Linked DNA regions of Mus musculus: all the other regions are linked to region 2. Evidence: chromatin contacts called from public promoter capture Hi-C and targeted proximity ligation data. All regions are on one chromosome and are shown on one strand. The core of a region is the stretch at or near the end of the contact, and the rest is flanking DNA. Distances in the headings are between cores, read along the strand shown. Region 1 holds the start of Tle4 (transducin-like enhancer of split 4). Region 2 holds the start of Osbp (oxysterol binding protein). Region 3 holds the start of Asrgl1 (asparaginase like 1). Region 4 holds the start of Eef1g (eukaryotic translation elongation factor 1 gamma).

Region 1 (3,358 bases), core at 346-2,845, 2.6 Mb after region 2:
TTCTTTACACCTGCCTAAAGGAAAAAGAGGCCCTGACTTGCCTTTTCTGCCCACAGGGGGGAAATGGTAATACCTTTGTGGGGGGGTGGGGGAGGAGGGGGGTAGTGTTGGAAGGGGGTAAGACAAGAGCTAAGCAAACAGAAGGATCAGCTAAAGTCAATATCGTTACCTGTGGTATTGAGCCTGTAAAAACTGAAACTCTTCCTTAATCCGATCACAGGATTCTGAAATTGTAAATTTGAAGGGTTGAGCAGGCTGATGCGGTGCCTAAAGAACAACAATAAAATATTTAATTAGCCCACATCGCAGGTGGGGGGTGGACAGCCCGCGGTCCGAGACGTGGGGGGGTTGGTCGCGCCGCTCCCGCCTCTCGCTCGCCTGCTGGGGTCCCGGTGCCTCCGGGCGGCCTCCCTCGGCTCAGCTTCTCAGCCTGGCTTCCGCCTCCCCCCGTCACCCCCCAAACCCCCGAGCCCCCGGCCCGGCTCTCCCATCCCTCCCTACCCGGAATCGAAAGTGGCCCGTCGGAGGCAGCCGCGCCATGGCGTCGAGCGGCCGTCAGCTAGCAGAGCGAGTCCGGCCTGTGGCCGCCGGCGCCCTCCACCCCGCAGACTCGCGCCGCCCGGCTCGCCCCCCTCGGGAGAGCCGCGCGGGCGGAGAGCGGCGGCGCGCTGCTTCCCGGGGCTTCAGAGACAACAATAAGAAAATGGCTACAAGTCGGTCGCCTCCCGCACCCTCGGAGCGGCCGGCCGCGGACAGGGCTGCGGGCGCGGCGCCACTCACCGGGTGGCGCGTCTGCGGGTACATCTTGCTCAGGTCGCGAATCATCCACGCCGCTTTAGTTGGCTGCGCCAGGCAGAGGCGCGCGGCTCATCCGCTTCGAGGGCCCCGCGGCGGCGTCCCGGGCCTGCGGGTCTCGCGTGACGCGGGCGGCAGGCAGGCGCGGCGGCTGGGCGCGGGCGGCCGGCTCCGCATTCCCCGCGGGCGTCACTGAGGGCGGCGGGCACCGTCCGTCCTGCGCCCGCCGAGCCCCGCGCCCGCCGAGCGCCGCCCGCCTGCTCGCGCCCCACTCCAAACTTTTTTTATTTGTCTTTTAATTGGCTGCTATTCCTCGGAATGAATGGTCGCTTCTTCCCTGAGAGCGAGCGCAAACTCCTTTGGTTCGGAAGAGGTCTCGCGGCGCTTGGGGGTTCTCTGGAGATTTTTTTTCACTTCACAGCAACGATCTTTTAAAAGGCACCTTTTAGCTTCTTTTACCACATTTCATTTCCTTTTCTTCCTTCCTGTTTTTTTAGCCCCAAATTGAAGGGGATTATAAAAATAAAAGAGCGAAACGCTTGCGGCTTTTTAAAATTCTCTTTCAAACTCTGCGAACACCACCTCAAAATAATACACGAGTGTGTAAGAGGGGGAAGAAGGCAGCCAACAGCCGAACGCCCGCTCGGAACAGCTCTAACAACGCGCTCTGTGTAGGTGACTTCTTTGACCAAATTTAGCAGCAGCTAATCATTAACATTCTGATACATATTCACGACCATCCGCGGAGGGCCCAAGGAGCATCCCGGGAGATGTAGTCCTCGCGCGGCTACTGTGGCCAAGGATGCCTCCAGATTGACTACAGTCTCCGGCTAGCCCCGCGCGCTCTCCGCGGCGCTCTCCAGGAGCCCCGCCCTCCCGCGGCGCGAGGGCGCCGCATCAACCAATCGGAGATGGCTGAACATTAATCGCGGTTCTGTGTTACTGCCCATCATTTCACCGCTGACAAATGGCAAGCCAGGAGGGCGGGGCCGGGCAGGCTAGGCCCACGTGGGGACAGGGCGTGGCGTGGAGCTCCGACCAATAACTGCAAAGAATTGGTGCTGGCGGAGGCGGGGCGCAGCGGCCCGCCCGGGGCGGAGCCTCGCCCTGGCCGCTGTTCCCTAGTGCGAGCGTTCGAACCGCGGAAACATTTGTTCAGCTGTCAATCAAAGTAACGTGGGGTGGCGAGCCGCGGCGGCTGCTGTCGCTGCTGCACTGGCTGCATCTTTAGAAGCAGGTTTCGGCGGCGATGGCGGTGAGACTGCAGGCCGGTCCGAAGACGCCCTCCGAGGCTCATCTCCCGTTCGACGCGGAGCCCAGGCCTGGCGACCGCGCGGGGGTGCGCACTAATTAGGGCCCGATGTCTCCGTAAAGAGACAAGCTCGGCCTTGTGCAACGCGCCGAAACCCCTGTTGAGACAAGAGAGGGAGGATCGCGCTGATCCCACTCCGTGCGGTTCACATCCATTTTACGCGCTGCTGGAGCCGGCATAATTTTCCGCGTGAGCGCGGACGCCGTCGGCCCGGTTTAGAGCCGCAGCCGGGAGGCGTGCACTGGGCCGGTCCCAGAGCTTCCCGGCCGGCAGACTCTTGACATTCCCTTTCTTTAGAGGCACCAGTCAACTTACTCCGGGGTTGAAAGAGGGTCCGAGTGTGGACCGTCGGGCCTTGGGCTTGTGATGGCCTACGGAAGAGGGTCAGAACCCGGGAGTGGCAGCCCGCCCGAGGCAGTTTTGAGACTTGGCGGGTGTTGGGAGCCTTAAGGCTGAGCTAAGGAACCTCTGACCCCTGGGCAATCAAAAGAATTCGGAAAAAGTCAAGCAGGATTGTAGCCAAGGCTGCTGTGTTTGGGACATTCATTTCTGAGTCCCACCTTAACTCGAAGTGCAGGCTAATACGGTGCTGTTGGTTCAACAAATGTGGGAAAAACGTTTTTCCTAATGATAGCGCTTTCCACGACAGAGGAACCGGTAGCTTAATGCCCAATTCAAGGCGTTCTGTGGGCCTCACTAGTACTGGCCACTGAGGACACCGAGGCAAAGAAAGACTGCAGTAGTCTTGCTAAAAATCCAGAACTGAGGCTCATACAATGCCTCCGTTCTGTAAATTTAATTTCCAAAATAAGAGGATGGAGGACTTGCCTCTGTCTCATACCCAATTATTAAAATGCGGCCAATCCAGAATAAAGGGGATTCACATAAAGAGGATTTTGAACACGTGAGGGTTTTTTTTTTTAAGCTCAACAATAATTGCATATTAGGACTGCATTTTTAAAGCTATCAGTTAAGCAAAATGGCTTTATTTTGCCTGTTTGAAAAAAACTTGCTTCTTAGAAATTTTGAAAAATTTTATACATTTATTTAGTGTGGGGGGGGCGGGGGGATTTGAGTCTGTGCGTGTGTGTGTGTTTGTGTGTTCACAAGCCCTGGAGATCAAGTGACAAGTGCATGTACCTGTTGAGCTATCTTGCTGGCTCCAAGTTATTTCCTGAAGCTCGCAGATGTACAGCAGTGTTCTGAATCGTTCTCAGAAGGCTTGAGTGATAACCGTGTCTGCACTAGGAC
Region 2 (2,982 bases), core at 344-2,843:
TCTCTTCAGAGCTGGGATTAAAGGTATGTGCCGACACCTCCCAGCTTAGATTACTTCTTGATATTCATGAGGTAAATAGTTTTTTACAGTATCTAAAAGCAACTCCTAGGACTGGAGAGATGTTAACAGTTCCTGTTCTTCTAGAGAACTTGAGTTCTGTTCCCAGTATTCTTATGGGTTGGCTACCCACCAACTTTAGTTCCAGCTCCAGGGGATTTTATGCCCTCTGCTGGCATCCACAAGTACCTGCACTTAGGTGTACACACACACACACACACACACACACACACAAATCAGAAGAAATGAATAAATAAAAGTTAAACCCTATTCCTACTGCCAGGTCAAAAACTGCTACACTGTAATAGGTGTTAGATTCCCCAAAATGCAGGTTTTGGCTATTTTTGTAATAATAGTTCACAACAGCTCAATGCTGGACTAGTTACTGAAATTTGTGACCTCTAACACAGCTGTAATTAAGCTGATCAAATCTAATCATTCAACACCCAGTTCAAAACAAAACCCTAGCAATAAACAAGAGAATTAATTGTGTTTTTACCACACTAAACCTAACAAGGGCCTTTAGATTTGGAAAAGAGATATAAAGGTAGGTAGTAGGTCTTTGCCAATCTATTCTCCCCGTAAATAAGGTCGGCAACTAGATGGTCAGAATTAATAGAAGTGTATTAGAATCTAGAGTGAAGAGACAGAGGGTAGACCAGGAAAGGGAATGGGGTGAGGATTGGAGGAGTCGTGAGTCCAGGAGGGGGCCGAGGAAGCTCTCTCTGGGTTCTTCCGGAAGCAGGATATGAAAACGGAATCCCTAGGAGACCCAGGAACCATCCATCTCTCTTTATTAAGGCCATCTGCAAGTCTCAATTGAGAAGGAGGGAATTCCACAGCACACCCACATCAAGAGCATTTATAGAGACCCATCACTTCCTTAAAGCTGCAAACGTGCCTGCCCACTTGTGCATCCATGAATTTATTTGCTATCTCGGCCAACTGCAGCTTTCACTGACAATGTCCAGAACCAATCATCTCCAATCATAGCCCTGCCTCTCCACCGACAGGTGAAAGACATAGGTGTCAGCCAATAAAAAATAAGAATGAGTATGTGAAGGCTGGACTCTGCCCCATTTACTTCAATGCATTCAGTAATTGGTAGAAAGGTTTGAGCAGCTGATATCAACCACCAATCCGTAAGGGCGGAAGAGGATGAAGGGCAGCGCGATGGGCGGGGGTGACGTGGCAATGACAGAAGCATAAACTGTAATGACTGACGGAAGTACTAGCCATTCGGAGGCCAAACCGGCCGTGAGCTCTGCATTCTCCCGTCCTCGGACTTCGGAAAGCCACCAATGATTTTGTAGCCCTGCCTGATTGGCTTTCCTGTTAGCCAATCGAAAGCAGGCCTGGAGGACGCGTCGCGCCTTGAGCTTCTCACTGGGCGGAGTAGCATGACAGGCCCGAGAGAAATGCCAATGTCCGCGGGGTCTTCCGCAAGTGACACTTGGCGGCACCAATCGCCGCCCTCCTTCCCGGCAGTCGAGCCCTCCTTCCCGCGGCGGGGCTGGCGGGGCGGGGACGCTGCGCGGCGGCGGCTGAAGCGCTAGCCGTGTTGGGCGCTCCGGGCGGCGGCGGCGGAGCTCGTAGGCGGTTCCGGTCGTGTCTCTCCGGGCGGCGGCGGCTCATGGCGGCGACCGAGCTGAGAGGAGTGGTGGGGCCGGGCCCGGCAGCCATCGCGGCTCCGGGCGGCGGCGGCGCGGGTCCACCCGCGGTGGGAGGCGGCGGCGGACGCGGGGACGCGGGGCCCGGCCCCGGGGTGGCGGCCGCGACGGCGGCGACGGCGGGCGGCCCGGGCCCCGGGGCCGGAGGAGTGGCGGCAGGCGGCCCGGGCTCTGCACCGCCAGCCGCGGGCTCGGGCGGTTCGGGCGCCGGGGGCTCGGGCTCGGCTAGAGAGGGCTGGCTCTTCAAATGGACCAATTACATCAAAGGCTACCAGCGGCGATGGTTCGTGCTGAGCAACGGGCTCCTAAGCTACTACAGGTAACTGCTTCCGGGGCGCCACGCTCACCTGGCCTCCCCCCCTGTGCAGCCCACAGACCCGCGCTGTCACTCTCCGCCGGCTGGCTTCACTGCCAAGGTCGCCCTGGGTCGCTGTCTGTCACCTGCACAGGTTGACAGCTTGCAGAAGTCAGAACCTGCAGATTTGACACACTGCTCTTGTCTCCGCTGTCACCCGCCCCTAGTGCCTCATCTGCCTCCATCCCTGGGTCTTTCCTGTCAGCAATTGTTTGGAGAGCATCTGCTCTGCCATTGTATTTCCGCTACCACGTGGGTGCAATCGCTAATTCTGCAAGTAAGGCACTGTTGTGAAGCTGGAGGGGCACAGACAGCGCGAGCCCGGGCACTGTCCCTCAGGAACTTACAGTGGAAGTTACAACTCCTAACTTTTTGTGCTCTAGTCTCTAAAATTTAATGTTTCTGATACACCCTTGATATACCTGCCCATGTCTACTCAGAATACACATTCCGACATCAGAATACCACACACAGGGAGACTTTGGGATTCTGTCCACCATATGTCTTACCTCTTCAAGCATGCGCGTACTTTCTCGGTCTAGACAGTCCACAATAGAGATGTGTACTCTACCATAGCTTTTACTTTTGCCTGCCCCACCTCTTCCCATGGGAATGACTGTCTTATCCAGCAGTCACCGTGCACCTTTTAGTTTTATTTAAGATTAAGTTTTATTAAAGGAAGAACACATGTTTTTGAAATGATTGTTAAGGTTTCACAGTGCTTATTTTGGTATGGTTAATGTATACTTACTGTGACTCATAGCATGGTCATAACATGTCACACTTCGGGGCTTATATTACTAGACAGAGGTGTTGAGAGGTGATTGGAGGACAGGTTATAAGCTTTCCCAACAGCCTTGCATTGTGGCTGGATGTCTTACATGCAACTGTTCATTTAGT
Region 3 (3,148 bases), core at 443-2,942, 2.8 Mb before region 2:
CCAGACAACTGCAAGCCAGTCTCCTGCTAGGGCTTCCTTTTCTAGAGCAGTTCACAGACTCAGATGTCTTACTAGTGTGTCATATAAAGGAGGCAGTTCAACACTGAGATGAACAAACACCGGGCAGGGTCTGGAAGGGTGCTGGGTATTGGGCCCACTTTTGCTGTGGAGCTGGGACTGGCATACGACCATACTCACCAATTTGGAGGTTTTTCCCATCCCCAAAATTCAGGGATAGTTTTTGGATTGCTTCATTGTGGGGGCCCCTTTTTCTTTTCTAGAAGATGAGAGGGGCTGTAAATCTCAAATTCCCACTTAGGGCTTGGTCTGTAAAATGATCAGTCTCCACCTAGAGACCTATCCAGAGTCAATTTTCTAGTCAGAAGATGATTAGTGACTTTACTGTTTAGCAGGGACCGGATATTATAATAAAAGATTCTCCCAGCATCTGTTTCAAGATTTTTGAGCTTAATTTGGGGGAGGCAGAGAAAACACACAGATGCAGAGGGGTAGAGGGAGGGAATGTACACACAGGTCTCAAAGCCGAAATGGCTACATTTTATGGTATGTAGAGTCTACCTCAAGACCCACAAATACCAAAAGTCTACACCTGTAAAGCCAGCACTTGGAAGGCTGAGGCTTGAAGATGGTTTCAGGCTATGGAGGGCTCTCCAACAAGATGCCTGGCTTTTAGTATTGAATTCTTAGGGGGCAGGCTATATAAAAGGCGAATTAACAGACTTAAAAAAAATTCTCAAAACAAGTTGCTTAGTGCAAAATGAGGAAATTCAGCACTGCATCTTGCTCTAGAGTATTATTTGACCACAAAGCCAGTCAGACTGAAGGATACCGCGTCGGTGTGGACAGGAACTTGCTCCGATTTGGCATTATTCACCTGGCAAGCATAATTTACCTGCGTTGAACTCTGGGTCGTTTTCCAGGACAGTCACGGCTCCTTCCACAGCATCTACCGCGCTCCCTCCCGCCTTGAGGATTTTGTAGCCCTCGGTTGCCGCTCTGGCGATGCCCTCGCGCACCAGCTCTTTCCGGTTGGCTGAGATGTTGCTTGCTCCGCCACCATGGACTACCACCACGAGACTCACATCGATGGAGGCTAGGCATCAGGAAGAGGCGAGTGTCATTTTGTACCGGTCCAAGGGAACCAACTCAAGTGAGCAGCAGCGTCAAAGTTGTTTCCGTTCAGTGTCGTCCGTCCCCCCCCCCCCCCCCCCCCCGCTCAGTGAGAGTTTTGTTACAAAACCCCAAAGCGACCCAAGCCTCCCAGCATTCCTCCCCATGCTCTCCCACTCCGACCTGGCAGGGGCATCTGTGGCTCAGAAAGCCTGGTGTCAAGACTCCGAGCCTGCGCTTGTGCCACAGCGCTACCCCTCAGCCTCAGTTTCCCCAGAGAACACCAGCCTCTATTTCGGCGCCAGTACTGAGGTCGCATGTATCAGAGCTCCAGCCCTCCTCCCAGGAATCTCTCTGTGCCTCAGTTTCCCGGGGTCCGTGCTCTCTGTTCCAGTTCACTCCACCTAGGGTCCGGGGTACCCTGAGGACTGGACTTCCCCACGTCCTTCGGACCTGAGCTCCTCGTCTCTGGTAAATCCTACATTTTTGTTCTTGTTTCTTTTCCCATACCTCGGACTGGCGGCGCCACGGTGCCGCGGGCGCACGCCATGATGTCAAACTGGCCAAGCCACCAGGCAGCAAACCGCTCCGCCTGCAACCGCTCTGCAGGCAACGGTTCCGCGCTTGCGCACGAGGGTGGGGGCCCGGGGCGCTGCTGAGTTACCGTAAAGCCCCGGGGTCCCTAGCGCTGCGCACCAGCCTTCCGGGACTCCAGATCTAGAATAACATTGCTTTTCTACTTCCCTAGTAGCACGCGGGACCCTTTGTCTCCTTTGCCTTGAAATTATCGCATGCTCTTAAGTCTTGCTAGTTAGAATGCTACATTAAAACCTTTTCCCTTTAAGTTCCCCATCTTAATCTTTCGGAAGAGAAGAAAATAAAGTATACCTCTGCCTCTAATTTGACAGATTCTGTTCATTAGACACTCTGAGAGCCCAGAAATCCCAGCTCCTCTCCTCCTCTAAGTCTAGGGATGCCAGCTCTAAATCCTTTCATCTCTCAGTGCCCTCTTTTTGTTGACATTTCTTCTTTCCTTGCTTCCAGCAGTTGTGGCGGCAGGGGTAGAAGACCAAACACTTCGTATTCACCAAAGGGATCCTAGAGTCTAGTTTTGTTCTGATAGTCAAAGAGGGAGAACAGATGCCAGTGACATCTACAGGTTTCTGTAGCAGTGACACCTAGGAAGAATGCCCTGCTTTATTATGTAAAGCAATTTTACTTGAATTATGAGTTTGTTTTTTTCTCACAACCTTTGTTTTCTAATTTTAAATTTACTGAAGCAATATTTTATTTTCGTTATCAATCGCTTTGTACTGTTTATTGGCTAGATGAGTTGGTGTCAAAGATAGACTTTCATTTTGCAAGTCCTTCTCTCTTTAAGGTGGGGCAACCCAGGCTCATATGTTAATGAAAAGGGCTGACCTTGTGTAAGACTTCCCAACCATTACTTCTGTAGACCTCAATAAACCTCAATAAAGATGGCTTCAAATGGTCAGGACCCGGTGGGTAAGTGCCAATTTTCCTAATATTTTTTCTTGTTTCCATCTTACCACCAACTAGAGAAAAGTTGTATCTGATTCCCCTAACCATCACAAAGGGCCATCTTTTCTAGTTAGTCTATCCCTAGCTTCCCTAGGCCAAGAGCATCCAAACAGGACACAGCCTGTTTCCCCATAGAGCCCTTTCCTACCCGTTTGCCTGCTTCTGAGTCTCTACCAAAACCAGTGGCTGGTTGGTTCCTTTGCATTAGCAAGGTTTGAGTAGATTTGTCTTGTCCTCATTGGGGTGGGTTTCATTTATTGTGTTTATTTGCTACATAATTAGAGATTTCTGCTTGAAGAAAGATCATATGCAAAAGAGATGTTGGAGAAGGGACCAGCCTTTGATTCTGGAAACCAGAGCATCAGGTCTGGTATTACCCAGTCTTGGTTGCCTGTCCACCTCCTTCCACAGTATTCTATGCTTTCCCACTAGTGATATCTTCACCCCTTTCTCTTTCTTCGAGAGACTTTACATC
Region 4 (3,418 bases), core at 420-2,919, 3.0 Mb before region 2:
TCTGCCAAGCTCATCCCCTTACCCTCTGCCCCCTTTCCACAGGTCATTATGGCTTTGGTGGATGTGTTAAGGGAAGCACTAGGATGCCACATAGAACAGGGAACCAAGAGACGACGGTCAGAAGGTGCCAGAATTAAAGACTCTCCCTTGGGAGGGGTGAACAAAAGACAGAGACTTGGTGGGCAAGAAAAGAGCTTCGAGGAAGGGAAAGAGGAGCCACAGGGATGTGCAGGGGACCACAGTGAAAATGAGGTAGAAGAAATGGTAATAGAGGTTCGAGAGACACCTCAGGACTGGGCCTTGTTGCACTCGGGACCACCAGAGGAGGAGTTGCCCCTGATGACTGCAAACTGTCTAGACAAGGCAGCTGAGCATAATCCCATGAAACCTGAAGTGGCTGGAGAAGGGTCTCAGGGTGAGACAGGGAAGGAGGCATCACACCCATCATCAGTGAGCTGGCGCTGTGCCTTGTGGCACCAAGTATGGCAGGGGAGGCGGCGTGCCCGGAGACGATTACAGCAACAAACCAAGGAAGAAGGTAGAGGAGGTCCCACCACAGGAGCAGAGTGGCTGGCAATGGAAGCTCGTGTGACCCAGGAACTAAAAGGACCCAATAGTGAGCAAGAGAGGCCGCCGGGGGAGCCCCTCCTCAGCTTTGTGGCATCTGCCTCCCAGGCTGAGCAGACACTCACTGTGGCCCCACTCCAGGACTCCCAAGGCCTGTTCCCTGGTCTTCATCATTTTCTACAGGGTTTTATCCCTCAAGCACTTAAAAATCTCCTCAAGTGAGGAACCAAACCTCAAAAACAATAAAGCTGCTAGTTTATTTCATACAGACATTTAATGTTCTTTTGCATACTCCCTCATAAGACCATTACGAGGTCTTTGTTTTCCTCCTGGTAACGCCTTTTTTCTTTGCCTCAATGTAGCTTCTGGCCTGACTACTCTAAAACAGTCCTATGACTTCCACTTCAGAGCTCTCCTTCCCACTTGCCAGCACTTTCCTAGGGAGTGCCACCTCCACGAGGCAAAGGCACTGATTTCTGAGAACAACCTTTGCCCACACGAGACTTGTCCTGCTGCTCCAGGTGATGGGAACCACAAATTTGGGTTTAGGGTTTGTCTTTTCTATCCTTTAACGTGAAAGAGAGTTCAAATTGCCCATAAGCTGGAGTCAAGATTTATTTTCAAATTTGGATATGTGTAAACTATTGTATCAGAACTGGGCTGCCTTACCCGACCCTCTGGGGCGCAGCCAAGCCTGAGTGGTGCTGGTGACGTGGCAAGTTGGTCCGTGCTGCTTTGTTGTGTAAGTTTTAACAGCACGGAGTTTAATCGGAGCAGACCTACTTTCAGATGTTTTCGGCCGTGGGCCCCAGCTGAACAGACAGACCCTTTACAGAAAAAACCCGAACAGGAACAAAAGGAATTCAGTAAATTGCCACCCCTTCCTTAAGGCAGTTCCTGTAGTTTGTCACGGGTTCCAGATACCAGCCTTCGAGGGGCGGTGCTTCCGCCGGGTTCTCACACTTTTCCCCTCCCTGGGTGAGCTCCGTCTCCTATCAGGCTTCCGATTGGTCGGCGACGCGGGCGGGGCAGGATCGTCCAGAGTTATACTACGCAGGCGCCCGCTCTCTGCGCTCCAGGCTGCGGGCCCCACCCCTCGCTTTTTCCAACTCAGCGGGGCTGTAGACGGAACTGTCGTGCGTATGCCTTTTATGCCGTCCTCGCTTTCCGGCCGCTGTTTCCACACTGCTCTCTCCTTTCCTCCTCCCTTGTCTCCTTTGCGGCTTACTTTGCGGCAGCACCGACAGCCCCACCCCCTTTCTCTGCGGAATCACCATGGCGGCTGGGGTAAGTTTGCCGGCTCCGGTGATTAGGGTCACCCTATCCACCGCCATCCTTTGCCTGAGTGGGGCCAGTCGGCGCCAGGGGAGTTTCAGACCCAAGCCGCGAGCCGATCTGGGGTTCACAAGCCGTACGGTCGGAGAGCATGGTTTCTAGGGCCTGGAGGGGAACTGAGGCTGGGGCTCAGAGGCTAGAGGTGGAACGTTCTGGGGTTGAGGAGAAAAAAGATGCTGGGTCTCCATTGTCTGGACCTTTAAAAAGTGTTTAACCTCACTGCCATTTTGAGGTGTGGCGTCTGAGCAGGTTGGTGGAACTTTTGCCACCGTTTTGTGGGACAACAACGAGGACGTGGAAAGGAGAGGGTCTTTGTGGGAAGGGGCGACTGGCACGTTGGGAGTTGACCTTCGGGGAGGTTTGGGAGCCAGAGGAATAAAGGGGGGGTGAAGTGAGCCCATATGGACCCTGCTGGTGAGATTTTAGTAGGGAGACAACTGGGAACTCACTGCAGGACAGGACCAGAGGGTTGCTAATTCGCCATGTGCAAAGAAAGGCATTTCAGGAAGAATAACTGATGAACATTAGAATTCAGCGTGTCGATTCTGAGGGGAACTTTGAAATCCCTTGGTCTGTGTGTGTGCTTTTGAAGTGATAGCAGCCTGGAAGTAGTTAGACTCCGGGTCACCGCCAATGAATGAAACAAGGGTTCTGGGAGAGATGGGTGTGAGTGTTCGTGTGTTTAGGCAGATGGGACCAGAAGTTTTGAAGGGAAGAATGCCTCTAGAGATGTCCTTAAGAGAGGTCACATCTGTCGGTAAGCTTTATTTAGCAGCTGGGATGTTCTTCTTGGTATTTCAGAGGACTCTGATTACATGGGGCATACTCGGTTCACTAGGAGTGAATCTAAGCTGTGCACATTGGAATTGCATGGAAGTGTGCGTGGGGAGTGGCATTCAGGGTTCCTTGCCTCTAGTCCATCCTTCACCCTTTCTCTTGTAGACCCTGTACACATACCCTGAAAATTGGAGGGCCTTCAAGGCCCTCATCGCTGCTCAGTACAGCGGGGCTCAGGTCCGCGTGCTCTCCGCACCACCCCACTTCCACTTTGGCCAAACCAACCGCACCCCTGAATTTCTCCGAAAATTTCCTGCCGGCAAGGTGAGTGGGGAAGCATCTGGGATCTCTAGAATTCCATTATTCTGGAGATGGCCCCCATGGTGTGTGTGTGTGTGTATTTATTTATATATATATTTTTTTAAAGAAATTTTAAGGGGCTAGGAATGTAACCTATTAAAGCCTCTGAACTTGACTGCCCAAAGGAAAAAAATAATTTTGAAAGCTCCCGGAGACCGAGGCAGGGAGATTGTGTGAAGCAAGCCTATAAGTATAGTAAGATCCTGTCTCCATTGTAATTATGAAGTTCCATTGTATTCACAGCTGTTCAGTGACTGTCAGGAGTTCCAGGCCTGGTTTATATTTGTAGGATAAAATGTATTTTCACCAGGTGTTATCTGTATGTATGTACTAAGTATGTCTTGAGAGTTGGATTCTTACCCCATAGAGCATGAGTAGA

Evidence for each region. Promoter capture Hi-C pulls out the DNA fragments that hold promoters and counts their contacts.
Region 1: a contact with region 2 is called in a promoter capture Hi-C map of pre-B cells, with 2.7 times the contacts expected there. A contact is called at or near these places in 2 of 39 promoter capture datasets (erythroid cells and pre-B cells).
Region 3: a promoter capture Hi-C map of pre-B cells shows a contact between it and region 2, with 2.4 times the contacts expected there. A contact is called at or near these places in 6 of 39 promoter capture datasets (the 3T3-L1 cell line, cranial neural crest, hippocampal neurons and 2 more).
Region 4: a targeted proximity ligation map of astrocytes shows a contact between it and region 2, with 4 times the contacts expected there. A contact is called at or near these places in 6 of 39 promoter capture datasets (the 3T3-L1 cell line, cranial neural crest, hippocampal neurons and 2 more) and 1 of 130 datasets of targeted methods (astrocytes).

The regions. Positions count from the first base shown.
Region 1 is chr19:14,596,588-14,599,945 of GRCm38.p6, forward strand. It overlaps Tle4 (transducin-like enhancer of split 4), which reads right to left and starts at 1,596. Exons shown (of 20, transcript NM_011600.3): 1 at 781-1,596; 2 at 170-267. The coding sequence starts at 825.
Region 2 is chr19:11,964,251-11,967,232 of GRCm38.p6, forward strand. It overlaps Osbp (oxysterol binding protein), which reads left to right and starts at 1,594. Exons shown (of 14, transcript NM_001033174.1): 1 at 1,594-2,046. The coding sequence starts at 1,691.
Region 3 is chr19:9,133,874-9,137,021 of GRCm38.p6, forward strand. It overlaps Asrgl1 (asparaginase like 1), which reads right to left and starts at 1,693. Exons shown (of 7, transcript NM_025610.3): 1 at 1,642-1,693; 2 at 914-1,114. The coding sequence starts at 1,681.
Region 4 is chr19:8,965,372-8,968,789 of GRCm38.p6, forward strand. It overlaps Eef1g (eukaryotic translation elongation factor 1 gamma), which reads left to right and starts at 1,670. Exons shown (of 10, transcript NM_026007.4): 1 at 1,670-1,854; 2 at 2,845-3,003. The coding sequence starts at 1,843. Tut1 (terminal uridylyl transferase 1, U6 snRNA-specific) reads left to right here. Exons shown (of 9, transcript NM_197993.3): 9 at 1-839. The coding sequence ends at 789.